3 separate regions of the Mus musculus genome follow, and regions 1 and 2 are each linked to region 3. The links are chromatin contacts, called in public HiChIP or PLAC-seq maps. All regions are on one chromosome and are shown on one strand. The core of a region is the stretch at or near the end of the contact, and the rest is flanking DNA. Distances in the headings are between cores, read along the strand shown. Region 1 overlaps Tshr (thyroid stimulating hormone receptor). Region 2 overlaps Tshr (thyroid stimulating hormone receptor). Region 3 overlaps Sel1l (sel-1 suppressor of lin-12-like (C. elegans)).

What was found. HiChIP or PLAC-seq counts read pairs in DNA pulled down with a chosen protein or histone mark.
Region 1: a contact with region 3 is called in an H3K27ac HiChIP or PLAC-seq map of extraembryonic endoderm stem cells. The contact joins two enhancer-like sites. A contact is called at or near these places in 13 of 39 promoter capture datasets (the C10 cell line, the HPC-7 cell line, cranial neural crest and 8 more), 3 of 15 datasets of contacts at CTCF or cohesin (large pre-B cells, pro-B cells and stem cell-derived epiblast-like cells), 46 of 484 Hi-C or Micro-C datasets (3T3-L1-derived adipocytes, the AML12 cell line, B cells and 28 more), 5 of 115 datasets of contacts at active chromatin or transcription factors (embryonic basal ganglia, extraembryonic endoderm stem cells, fibro-adipogenic progenitors and 2 more) and 1 of 9 other capture datasets (liver).
Region 2: an H3K27ac HiChIP or PLAC-seq map of extraembryonic endoderm stem cells shows a contact between it and region 3, with 2.0 times the contacts expected there. The contact joins two enhancer-like sites. A contact is called at or near these places in 8 of 39 promoter capture datasets (the 3T3-L1 cell line, 3T3-L1-derived adipocytes, the C10 cell line and 5 more), 1 of 484 Hi-C or Micro-C datasets (reprogramming fibroblasts) and 1 of 115 datasets of contacts at active chromatin or transcription factors (extraembryonic endoderm stem cells).

Annotation. Positions count from the first base shown.
Region 1 is chr12:91,420,717-91,425,108 of GRCm38.p6, reverse strand. All of the region lies in intron 1 of Tshr (thyroid stimulating hormone receptor), which reads right to left. Among named protein-coding and RNA genes, the nearest start is that of Tshr, 22 kb to the right of the region's middle. Within about 2 kb of position 1,793, at least 18 of the 459 cell types and tissues checked have an H3K27ac peak or open chromatin away from gene starts, as enhancers often do. A contact at or near this core is called in extraembryonic endoderm stem cells, where this site is marked.
Region 2 is chr12:91,493,593-91,497,910 of GRCm38.p6, reverse strand. It overlaps Tshr (thyroid stimulating hormone receptor), which reads right to left. Exons shown (of 10, transcript NM_011648.5): 3 at 113-187. Among named protein-coding and RNA genes, the nearest start is that of Gm40541, 41 kb to the left of the region's middle. Within about 2 kb of position 1,745, at least 14 of the 459 cell types and tissues checked have an H3K27ac peak or open chromatin away from gene starts, as enhancers often do. A contact at or near this core is called in extraembryonic endoderm stem cells, where this site is marked.
Region 3 is chr12:91,806,483-91,811,246 of GRCm38.p6, reverse strand. Sel1l (sel-1 suppressor of lin-12-like (C. elegans)) reads left to right here. Exons shown (of 21, transcript NM_001039089.1): 21 at 1,194-4,764. The coding sequence ends at 1,403. Among named protein-coding and RNA genes, the nearest start is that of Ston2, 22 kb to the right of the region's middle. Within about 2 kb of position 2,691, at least 5 of the 459 cell types and tissues checked have an H3K27ac peak or open chromatin away from gene starts, as enhancers often do. A contact at or near this core is called in extraembryonic endoderm stem cells, where this site is marked.

The sequences.
Region 1 (4,392 bases), core at 544-3,043, 390 kb after region 3:
CAAACAAACAAACAAACAAACAAACAAAAAACCAAAACAACTCAGGGCTTAAATGGCTGTGTTGGGATTAAGGCGTTGGGGAGAAAGATGAGTCCCATCACCTATAGGTGACAAAGCAGACTCTGCCAATCACATCGCCCCTCCCCACCCCAGTCTCAGCTCTACTCTATACAGAAAGAGAAAACCTCATTTGATGTTGTGAGCTTTAGTTTCTCTCATCTTTAATAAAAGGATTTTTAAAAAAATGCTATGTGTAGGAGTGTTTACCTGCATGTGTGTCTGCGTACTCTGTGCATGTCTGATGACCTCAGAGGTGAGAAGAAGGTATCGGTTCCAGATGGCTGTAAACCACGTGTGGGTTCCAGAAACTGCACCTAGGCCCTCAGCAAGAGCAGCGAATGCCCCTAAACACTAAGCGATCTTTTCAGTCCCAAGCTAACTTTTAAAATTAGGAGCTAAAGAGGTAAAAAGGAGTTGGGAGAAGGGGAAGTTACTATTCGTGCTTACCTCACAGGACCTTTGGAAGTGGGGACAGTAACGGTTAAATGACATGTACAGTTCAAAATACCTACAAGATGGGGTTATTTTTCTTAACCGGTGAGAACCGGCTTTTGAGTCAGAAAGTTCTCTCTAGCTTGTGTCCTTGATTGAATTCTTCACCAAGCCCTCTATTTCTTCCTCTGTAGGTGGGAACAATGAAACCTACCAGTAAGGGCTGATGTGAGGATTAACTACACCACACACATAAACACACATACACATACATACACACACAGACACACATACATACACACATGTACATAATACACATACATACATATACTCACACATACATACACGGACACAGACACATACACACACAGACACAAAAGACACCCACACAGAAGCATGCACACATAAAAACACACATGCATACACACACACACAAATGCACAGAGAGAGTAAGAAAGCAAGAGCAAGCCAGGGAGCAAGTGAGCAAGAAAGACAGGGGAAGGGGAAGGAGAGGGGGAGGGGGAGGGGATGGGGGGAGAGAGATTAGTGACTGAGGCAGGAGCCAGGATTACTATCACTACTGCATCTTTACAGTGGAAGAAACAAACTGGGTAATTTAATAATTCGACACTCCACAAACCAGTGTTGTCTTAAACAGTTTTGGAGAGAGCTTATTTTCTTTTTCTCCCCATCTCATTAACCATCCATGGATCCATAGAATCAATTTATTTAGGGTTTCGAAAAACAAGAGCCACTGAGCTGTTAAGAGAAATTTGTACGAAAGAGACTTTCCGTTCTCAAAAGATCTTAGGCGAGAGACTAGTTTCCTACTGGTGTGCAGACAGAACCCAGGCTTTCCCCAGTAAGTCTCTTGTGGGGCTCTTTCTGGATGAGCACCCGGACAACAAACAGTGAGAGCGGAGGAGAGGAGCCGTCATCGGTGGACCGAAGCCAGCAAAGCTCATGAAGGCCTTGAGCCTGTGTCTACTGTGTATTCTTAATGTATAAAAACCACAAGGTGGGGCAGGCAAGCAAGCATGGTTAGGTCAGCAGACTGTCCATTGTTTCTGCTCTTTCTCTGGGTCATTCAGCTCCAGTTATCTGAAATCACGCTTGGCGAATAGGCAGCACAAAGAGTGCCTTAAGCAAAGCACTAAATAAGTCAATAAACCACCATCTAAAAGATCGGTCTTTTCTACCTCCAACTTGAACAGCACTTCTTCCTGCAGAGAGCAGACCTGAATTCACAGAGACTTCCTGGTGCACCCAGGAAGACACTGGGGGAGCTGAGGCGTCTTCTGGGGCTCCCTCTGCTGGTTAGTTGAAGGCTTCATTTGGCAGAGCAAAGCTCTGCGGGATGCTCTCCAAATTAACAAGATATGGTCAGAGAGAGGTAGAAAATTAACAGTGATAAATCCTGGGAGTCTAGGTCATCATGTAGCCCAATAATTCATTTAAAAGTGATTCAAATCTCAGAGGAAAGAGGTGGCTTATTGGTAAAGCAAAGGCTATCAGAATGCTCAAATAAGGCTTCTGGGTTTGTTGTTGGGGCCTTGGGATTTAATTGACATTTCACAGACAGGAACAAGAATTGTTGATTCAATTTCTGCTGATGTCTTTATTTAATTCGATCCTTTTAACAGAACACTATAACTTCTTGCATAGAATGTAGGTTATTTATAAGGGCACAAAAAGTATTTTTTTTTTAACTGATGGATATTAAAGGAGAATAGACTAGAATAGAATTCTCTATTTTTTAAATAAAGAATTTAGATCAAATCAAGCAGAACCAACAAGGAACTGAGTTTTGGGATCGTTTCCTTTTAAGACTTGCACAAAGCACATAGACATTCCAGGAAATCATGTTACTTTCTCTGCAGAACATCCTACACAGGGAAATGGAAATGGATAATGTCTGATTTATATATAGACTGCTTAGCCCGAGCGAGAAGGGTCCCAGTTATCTGGCTGTGTGGTATGGATGCGATGACATCCTTTGGAGAGCAGAGAGAAGGCAGAGCAGCAGCTCCCAGAGTGAATGAGGCTGCACCTTCAGGTTGGAAATGTTTGCGAGGTGGGTGAACTGGTTCTCACCCCAGTGTCTGTGGCGAGTTGTGAATAGTGCAGCCTAATTGCAATTTATGTAGGGATAGCCTTAGCCCCTGTAACAGTTACTTTTCTGTTACTGTGATAAGACAGCATAATCAAGGCAACCTGTAGAAGGTAAGGTTTATCTGGGGGTATGGTTCCAGAGGAGTAAGAAGAGTCTGTCGCCATTACCGTGGGGGAGGTTCAGCTGCAGGCAAGCCTGGCAGCTGGGGCATTCCAATGAGAGCTCCCATCATAAGGAGCAAGCAGGGGAAAGAACCGAAAATGGCTCATGGCTTGGAAGCCTCACACCATGTTCCCACTGATAGACGTCTTCCAGGAAAGCCATACTTTCTACCCCTCCTCAAACAGTTCCACCACCGAGGGGCCAAGTATTCAAATATCAGAGCCTGTGACGGACATTCTCATTCCAACCACCACACCCACTAAATAGCCATTCCTTGCCTACTGGGCAGACCCTAGCATCCTGTAACCAGTAGATACAAACCTTTTGGGATACATTAACAAAACCATAGGTTCTGCCAACCAAGAAACTACGAGTCATCAGCCAACACGGAAAGCTCATAGGATTTTTCCACTTTGCTGTAGCCACTTCGGTTTCCACAAAGGTTATCTGAAAAGCGCCTTGTTTCATGACCTTTCCCTCCTCTCCGTTATTATAAAAACACTCCATGAACGTGCTTTGACACCAGAACATGAATTTGGCTCTTAGGCTATTGTGCTATTTTGTTATGGTCCCACATTTATTTCCCCCCAAGTCCCAGGATTCCACATGTTGACATATTGTGCCCTTACGGACTTGTGGACTGGGTCACAAGTTAGAGCTGTGGGCTGTAACCATGCTGTCGCTGTGGGATGTAGCCTTGCGGTCTTCTTGGTGTCAGTTCACTTAGAGCAGGTCCCATACCATGTGCCATCTGCTACCTGTCTACAGGCACTCCTGTCAGTTTGCAGACTGTCAAACGAACCTTTGTGAGCTCATTTGTCATCATTGGCTAACACGCCCTCTGGCAGTCACATTATCCTTTAGTTGCCCTTGCTCTGCTCTAAACTTGGCTTTTTAATGCCCCCCTCACGCTAAAGTTTATCCTTAATCCCTAGACTTTTCTTTTCCCCTCTCCTCGCTAGGATCTGCAATAAAATCCGGGAAGAGTGGCAGTGTTAACGATAAAATGAAGCATAATCTCTTCATCTGTCACTATTAATTATCTTCAAGTTTTGTTCTCCACCGACAAAATTTGTTTCTTTTCTTCCTCTTTCTAAATGGACCCAGACCTGGTTATTGAACGTCTGGACTGTGATTTTTTTTTTTTTTAAGAAAAATATTCAGGGTGTCTTGAAGTGTTACACGAGTTCTCAAGTCTGCTCTCTGAGTAGGGAAAGCTTCTTGCCTGGGGAAGGGGAATGCTCCCCCTCTCTTGAGTGTGCACTGGTGAGTAACTTTCACTAAGAGTGTGAGTTGCATAAGAGGGTAGAGAGTTACAGGCTAAAAAGATGGATTAGGAGGTGGCAGAGAGATGCAGGGGTTACAGTAAGCAGTGTGTGCTATATGCATTATGGAATTGTCAAAAAAAAAAAAGGTCAGTAAAACTATTTTTAAACTACTGGAAAGATAAAAGGATGGACTTGTTTGTATTTTATTGAGAAGTGAGAATCTATCTATCTATCTATCTATCTATCTATATATCTATCTAACTATCTCTCTATCTATTTCTTTGTAGAATAGTGTTTCTCAGCCTGTGTGTAGTGACCCTTTTGGGATTCAAATGACCCCTTCACAAGGGTAGCCTA
Region 2 (4,318 bases), core at 496-2,995, 310 kb after region 3:
TGACCTACACATACATATTGTGGCACATCCCACACCACAGAAAAGTAATGTAAAAAATATTTTAAATGGAGGCTGTCATTTGGGTCTATTTTGTACTTTTTCTTATACTTACATGTGAGTCATTTTACTCAAATTGTAGAAAGAATGTGGTTCCAGCCGCTGCAGAGTTGCATCTATAGATAAATAGCTGAACATTATAAAAGATAAGACAAAGTAGAAAGTTAGCAATGAACTCCCAAAGCTCCCTTTTATTTCACCATATTGGTTTATGATAATGCCATGATGTAATGTGCTTTAAGCATCTCCCCCTCCCAGCCCCCCACCCACATTCCCTTGTTCCCTCTTCTCCTGGTCCACCCATTTCCCATCATTCCTCTCTGTTCACCTCAACAGCATTGCTTCTATTCTCAGGCAATCTGTGTTCATATGACTTGACTTTATAGATCCATAAAGGCTAGAACTCACATGTGAGAGAATACTTACAGTATATGTCTCTCTGAGGTTGCCTTAAGTCAGTTAGTACAATGATCTGCAGTTGCGTTAACATTACATTTTTTTTATGGCTAAAATAAAATTCCACTGTGTCTATAAACCATATTTTCTTATCCATTCCTGTTGATGGACACCTAGATTGGCTTCATAATTTCAGTGGTGTGCAAAGTGCTACAGTTAGCATTGGTGTGTAAGTATCTGGGATAAAAGCATACTACTTCTTATGTACATGCATGTCTATGCTCATGTGTATGCAGGTGAGTGTGTGGTGTATGTGTGTGTAGTGTGTGTAGGTTAGAAGAAACCTTGACTGTCATAACTCAGATGCCATTCACATTGATTTTACAGAAAAAGTCTATCATTAGCCTGGGATAACTAAGTAGACTAGGCTGCCTGGCCAGCTATCTCCAAATATCCATCTATTTCCATTTCCAGAGTTCTGGGATTTATATGTGTGCCACCACTCATGGCTTTAAAACAGACTGCTTTTTGTATAGCTTCTTTATTGGGGCCTTTTCAAATAATAGGCCATACACAAACCACCTAACTATATAATTTTTTTAGGATCCCAGTATGCCTAAAATTCCCCAATACTTTGTTTTATTCCTCTACAGCTTCCTGAAAAGGTTAAAATTCCCACAGTACAACTTCAAAGCACCACGAGTGTTCCTTTTATGGATAATCATGGTGCACCTTTCTAACTAATTGGTTTGCATTTGATTTACACCATGTCATTAGACCATAAGTCGTCTGTTGTGGAGTGTTGTTTCTGCTTTGGACCATTGAATTATGCATGGCTTGTACAGTTTTTTGCATTAAGCCGACTCAGGAAATCCATGCTCAGCGAATATACAAATGAATAGATGAATAGATGTATTACTCAAAATAGCAAAGCCAGAATGCATCAGAAAAGAACATTAGCGTGAATAAGAAGCATTTTTAAAGGAGGGCAGGAAGCATGGGAATAAGATGTAATTTCCAAAGTGTTGAAGAGAAAAATCACGTTTCTGTAGCAGGGCATTCCAGAGGGTGTTGGCTGTCGTGATGATGAAATATTCTGAAACTATCTGTTACATTCTGAGACACTGGGCCTTTTGCAGGACTTCACAAAGTCACTTAAGACTGCTAGCCTTCTGTGCACTCAGCCTGTTTGTTTTACCTGCTTTTAAGAGGACAATGTAACAGCCAACCTCACTTGCCTTGGAATTCCCATGTAATCAGCTTTCACAACCTACGCTAATGCTTAGCTGCAACCTTCAATTATGTAGTCTTCCCTGCCCCCGTCCCTTAACAACGCATGCGTATCATTTGTGGAGAGCAGCAAATACAGAAGTTAAAGGCCGTTTTCTAAAATCTACCATAAAGGTTGAAAGCGTCTGTTTATAAGTATTGTTTGATAAGCAACGCTTGTTATCTGGGTCTGTTGGGATCTGTTGCAGCCACGGACATAATTCCTGTAAAACTCTGTTAGAGATTTTTGTAAAGTCTCCCTTTCCTTCTCATGTGATGCTTTCTGTGCTTTTAATAAAGACAGGGTGAAGCCTTTTGTGAGGAACAGACACACAATTGAGATACACACACACACACACACACACACACACACACACACAGAGGAGAGAAAGCGGGGGGGGGGTGCACAGGGACAGGGGAGCAGGAATAGGGAAAGGGGCAGGTGGGATCGGGGGAAGGGGACATGAGGACTGGCACAGGGACAAGACAGGGGACAGAGGGCAGGGTAGACAGGGGTGGGGCGGTGGGGGCCAGGAACAGGGAACAGGAGGGACAGGAGGGACAGGGGCAGGAACAGGGACAGAGACAGATTCACCAGATAATGCAGACAGTCCTCAGGGAGACACAGATCACAGATTAAGACTCATACAACAGACAGAGGACAGAAACCACAGGAGAACAAAGTAGACACTTCAAATTTAGAGTCTTAGTTACATGGCTTCAAGGGGGCATGCTTTTGTTTCTTTCTTTAATGTGACACAATGCATTATTGGTAACCCAGAGTTAATCACTAGTACATTTAAACCATGCAGACCCAGTTCTCTCTTAAGACCCGCCTTCTTGATTTTGAATGAAACAGAAAAGTCAGGATTTGTCTTGAAATCATTAAGCAAAATATCATGCAAATAAAAGTTTTAGGTACTGAAAGAGGGAAGAACAGAGACGCCTCTTTACAGGAGCAGTTGTGAATCTGTATGTAACTGATCTTCTTTCAGATGGTTTTATCAGAGTCTTTCTTATAATGAGAACAATACACACAGATTCAATGACCCGCCTCCTGCGAGGCACGACTATGCTATCTGGGAAAATAAATGAGCCCTGAACATAGAATTGAACAACCTGGACACATACATGTTCAAGACCCATCCTAGGATCACTGATTCACGGTTATGAGGGCCAAGTACTTATATTTTTCAAAAGCTTCCCTGGCGATTATATCTGAATGATATTCTTCATAAGAGGAGCCATAATTGTTAGATTCTGGGTATCCTTTTTGGCACGGTTGTGTGTGACTATTCTCGTGCCCCTGTGCTGTCTGTTTGGAAGTATTTATTCTATAAACAAACAGCCTTTGGTTTCTCAGGTTTCCCAGCCATTTGTCCTTTGTGACTAAGCAACAATATGTAAATTGTCTTGATCCAAACACAATCTCAGAACACATTTTATAGGATCGGCTTATTGTTTGAGGACCTTACAGAATTTGTCATGGATGAAAGTGGAGCAAGAGTCATGCCAAAGGCTGACAACTTACTTCCCTATGTTCCTCTCACAGCCTTTGTCCCACGCTCCCTACTGAATCTCAGAGATGACGTTCATTCATTCTGCCCACCTCACTGAACCAAAGTTCTGGTTTCACTAGCCTCCAGGCTTGTTATAACTTAAATTATGCCTCCACCCAGGATAACACATGTGCATCATTTGCTGAAAGTATCAAGCACAGAAGTAGAAAGCAACTTCCTAAAACCTACTATGAAAGTTAAAAGCATCCATTTATGCATATTGGTTGATAAACAATTATTTTTGTAGAACTGTTTGTTGTCTGGGTCTGCTGGGATTAGCTAGCGTTGGTTGGTGATTCGATCCTTGCCAAACTCTGGTAAAGATTTTTGTAAAGTGTCCCATGTCTTCCTTGTGTGATGACTTCTAAGCTCTCTAATAAATGCAGAGCAAAGCAAAGCTCTTTGTGGGAGGAGAGATACATACGGCCACAGACAGATACACACAGCCACACAACAGAGAACACACACACACACAAACACACACAAGGAGGAGGGGAGAGACAGAGACAGACAGGCAGACAGACAGACTCACAAGATAGCCTCTAAGCAGTCACAGATGCAGATTCAAACAACAGACACACAGAGGCTGGAAGACACAGGGAACATGAACTAGAGAGTTGATGTCTGGACTTGCTCTTAGTGAAATGGTTCTAAGGAGGACACATTTTCATTTCTTTCCTTAATGGGACACCAACACCTCGTTGGTGACTCAGAGCCAATCACTAATCCATACAAACCCATGCACAGGCAGTGGCTGTTATAGAATAATGGGGAAATGCCTCTTTTCATCTGTCTGCATACTGCATTTTTATTTTTAAGGCTTAGAATGCTTTTTAGCTCGTTTTTAAGTGAGAGGAATCTGAAACGATTTGGCTTCGTTTGTGACAAAATGTCAGTGTTTGCACTGTATTACTGGTGAAAGTGAATCCATCAATCTAGACTGGCTGGGTAAGGAAGAGATGCATACCTATGTGTGGATTCTCAGCACATCCCACAATATGCTAAAATACACATGCTTGACACGACCTCACAGATTT
Region 3 (4,764 bases), core at 1,442-3,941:
TCATTAGGGTCAAATTGTCCTTATGCAGAATTATAAGTAAGCAGTGCTTCTTAGATCTACACTAACATAAACAGTGGACTTCCCTCCCTTGCCCTTAGCCACGCTACTGAGATCTTCCACACAGTTTCCCAGAACTCAGGATACCTTAGATTCTTACATATGTGTAATGTCAGTTGTTGCAGTTCCCTGGTAGCATGAGCCACTATGCTGTACTTTCTGCCAGAAAGCACTAAGCAGCTCACTGTGAGGACTAGGTTGAGGTGTGGGGACAGAGTAGTGCCTGGCCTGGGCCGGGTCTCATACCCAGCCAACAGGAGGTGGCTGTCAGACTCTGCAGGGCTGTCCCAGACCCTTGTACCCCGCACTTTCCTCAGTAGGTACAGCATACCATCCTGTATGGAGAGGAATCTTTTGCTGTCTTTTTATACAGATCTAGAAAGAGAACAGTAAGATTCTCCAACTGAAACAAAAAAAAAAAAAAAAAAAAAACAAAGCAATCCCAGTTCATAAAAAAAAGCAAGAGAAATAAGTATTGATGAGAAGGAGGTCAGACTAGATGAACAGACACAAAATTCCCCGGGAACATAATCATTTCCTGGAATTTTTTTTTCCTACAAAATTAAGCACCTGCGCCTACAGATGTGTATTATGAGGGCTCTCGGGCATAATTTCACAAAAGCTCAGAGACTAGGAATGTAACTTGTAAGTTCAGATTTCTTTGTAAAATGGTGTGCATTTTAATTAAAACAACCAAAAAGAGGTGTTTGTTCATCAAGTGGACACCCGGTCCTGTAGCTGTCAGTGCCATGGGCGGAGCACAGCTGGCCGTCACCTGCCTGCTGTCACTGCGGACAGGTTAGAGGTGTGCCAGGATTCAGACTTGGGGGCGGAGGGGTCTTTTATTGTTCTGCTGATCCTTTCAGATATCTACTAGAGAAATAGCTAGAAATTGCCGAATTAGATTTCTGATGGAAAAAACAGTTAGACATCTGATGTCCGCTATTAGGAAACCCTAGCTTAGTTCTTGAGACACACCCTCTGGGTGTCAGTAGAAGAAGGGTTTAAAAATCATCACAGTGTCCTAGAATTTAGTTTTTCAAAGTCTCATGCTTATGTCTACTGTTAAGTAACTAGTTTCAGAGTTCTTTCACCGACATCGAAGTGCTAATGCTTTTTGTGTTTTTCTCATTAAGATTCGAGATCTATTCACACAACTGGATATGGACCAGCTTTTGGGACCCGAGTGGGACCTTTACCTCATGACCATCATTGCACTGCTCTTGGGTACAGTCATAGCTTACAGGCAGCGACAGCACCAGGACATACCAGTTCCCAGGCCCCCAGGGCCACGGCCGGCTCCTCCCCAGCAGGAAGGACCACCAGAGCAGCAGCCACCACAGTAGCAGCCACACACTCACCTTGGTCGGTGACCACTGGGGAGCTGCTTGCTGAGAACGCTTGCATTTGATGTAGGGCTCTGGATGGTGGCACCGCCTGGAAGAGGCGTGAGGCGTGTTGAATCCCAGAAGCTGCTTAGAACCTGCTGCCTTCCTTTTCAGGGATGCGCGGCTCTCGGCAGAGCTGCAGTGAATGTTTGTTTCAGTGCCATACGGAATGACAACTCTCAGTGGCTTTCCTCTTTCCTTTTTCTTTCTTCGTTCTGCAAACATACACAAGACACTCGAGTCATGTCTACTGTACCCTGTCTTTCCTGAGAGACCTTTCGTCATCCTGTTGATGTGCATAACTTCTTACCTGTCTTCTAAGGTCCTGAGCATTGACAACCTGGGGAAACCCAGTTAGTTGCAAGTTTAACCCTAAAAACATGCTTAAGTCTGAGACTAGAACTTGCCATTAAGTCAAAAGCAAAACAAGCCAAGCAGGACGTCTTCAGGGTGTTTGGGAAATGCAGTAACTGGGAAATTTTACCAGTCTACATGCCAGGTCATATGTTCGGCACTCTTATTTTAAAAGGGATTATTGATCGGATTCCTGTACTGTGACTCTGACACTTCCTAGCAAACTTCTCTTCCTCAAAGACTGAAAGGCTTTGCTAAAGACTTCTTCGTGATGTCACATCCCTGCCATGGAGTAGAAGTCAAACTCAGTCAGCTGACTCCGTGCTCCCACAGAGGACTTTGCCCCAGCTACTCATGTGAGTTGCATATACAGAGCCCTAGTCCAGACGCCAGAGGATGATCTAAATGGAGAAATCAGAAAACAGCCTTAACCAACTTGAGGTGGGACCTGGGACATGCCCTCCCTCGGGTAGATTCGTTGCTTCCCGGATCTCATTTTACTTCACATTTCTTATGGCACAGAGAACAGACAACCCTCCCAAAGTCTTCAAATATGAAATGCTATTGTCAAGATTGGCAGGTGGTGACTTCCTTTGTAATACTAAAATACTAAAATACTCAGACAATGGAGGATGGGTTAGACCCAATGCATGGCAAAACCAAAGGCCTGGGTGCACCGTTGTGTATGCTGCGGGAGCTTTTTATTTCTGACGGTTTGATGTGGCTGTAGAAAGTCAGCCACTGAGTAGCTGTTGTGTTATCGCCCTTCTGTTGTAAACATTAGGAAATTAAAGCAGTTACACCCAGCATTGCCTGCTTCAGTAAGAGGCGAAAACAACGACTGAGAGCTTCACATAATCACCCCAAAGCCCAAGCTGAATTTGTGGTCTGTGTAATCAGATCTGTGGATGGTAGCGTTGGGTAGCCAGCACCCCATGGGAGCTCACGCCCCTGTTCATTATCGCCTTTCCATTGTTTTCTGTAATCCTTGTCTGCAATGAAACGACTTTATCACTTGTGGAGTTTGGAAAGCTTTGAGTTTGAATGTTGGGATTGTCATGAGAATTCAATGTAGTTCATCTGTATTGAACATGAAGGCTTTAAGTGTGAAGTTGTGTACATTTGTGTGTGCTCACAGTATTATGGGAAACCCAGGAAGCAAAAATTTTCCTCGAAGATATTTGCCTCCAAATTTGAAGACATGGCCACAGAGAGGCAGATCTTTGAGAGGCAGCCAGCATTCCTCTCAAAAATGTAATGTTGCTTTGGGCTTGTAAATAGTAAGGCTCATTTGGTGTCCTGTGCTGAAAGACTAGATTGTGAGCGGTGCAGTAAACAGGGTCCTTAGCCCTGCCTCCTCTCCCAGCCCCTCCCTCAGCCCAGGAAAGGAAATACGCTACGGCCCGGCCCGTCTCTGCCGTCTCTCTTCCTTTAGAAGGCAGGTTTTACATGATTCACAGGAACTGGGCACAGTGGTGTGTAGCTGCAGTCTCCTGTCACTCACAGTAGGCTGGGGGGTTAAGACCAGCTTAGGCAATACAACAAGACCCAGTCTCTACAAATAAATAAATAAAAAGATGGGAAACTCTAAGATGCCACTGGCTTCTGTGGTTTTCCTGTGCCATCCACCTCAGGCCTCCTTGGATGGCAGCAGTTTTGCCTCCATCTTTACTTCCCACAGAAAGTACTTGAAGAAAATATCTCTTAAAATAGCATACACTACCTAAGGCTGGACGGGACAGTCTAGGTTTGTTCTTCATGTAGCAGACTTGCCCCTTGCTGTCCTTTTACGAACGGTCACTACAGCAGATGCCCTTCCCGAGACTTTTACCCTCTGTTTCCAGCCTGCGGCGTCTACTGCGAGAACTCAGTTCTCGCTGCTGCTTTCCTAGATGATCTCAAGCGCTTTGCTCTGTTCTCTTACCTAGAGTCTGTGGGACGTGGGACCGAAGCAAATAGGCACTGGGTTCGGTGGTTCTCTTAAAAATAATGCACAGTACTTACTAATGGCATCCATTTGAATAAAGTGGCAATAAAGCTAGTTGATGTCAGTGACATTAAGCCAACTCCAGGATTCGGGAGTTTTAGCATTAGGATTTAGATTTACCAGCTAGAGCGTGGCTTCCTTCCTCCCTGTAGCCCATCCCTACTGCTGCCTTTCGTGGTCTGTCTCGCAGGTCTGTCTTGCGGCCTACCAAGGCTCTCTGACGAGCCTCTGTTCTCCTGCGCCCCGCCCCGTTGGGCAACCAGCTACATCAGAGTCTAGAGAACACAAATTTTACTTCTGTGGCGGTGTACAAAAGTGGAGTTTTTGTTTTTGAAGTTTTTGTTTCTGATTTCTGGGTTTTCTTAGTTACTAGCCGATAATACAGAAAAAGGTCTGACAGGGGCTTTATTTTCCCCCAAATTTATTAATACCTAAACTAGATTAATGTAAAAGTACAAGTCCTAAATCTTGGTACTCCTGAAGGCTTGTAGTTCTTCTGAAGATATATATAGATAGATAGATTAACTTCTGAACATATTACCACTCACCATCTCTACCTTGGAGAAGCGTTAGAACCCTGCTCCAGGGGTCTGGTGAGGAGCGGGTGGCTGGGGGTTCTCTACACAGAATTTGGTTTCGTCTGGCTGCTTGGTTGGGTTTTCTCTCTCTCCTCTGCTCCCCAGGTTTGCTCTCTGGTGCTTAGGAGCAGCCATGGCAGCCTCCACATGCAGACCTCAACCCCTTGTGTGTGTGGCATTTGCAACCAGTGACCAACCACATCTGCAAAACACGCAAGAAGATACGCAAGAAGTAACCGGAACAAAGGAAAACTATTTTATGCAAAAAAAAAAAAAAAAAAACTATTTTCATCAGTTATTGCCTCAGATACGAGAGAAACTATTTCTGGATGCTGTATTGTCAGGTTTTTAAGTGGGTATTTTTCTTTGAAAAAGAAGCTAAGTGTCTTCACCCACTAGG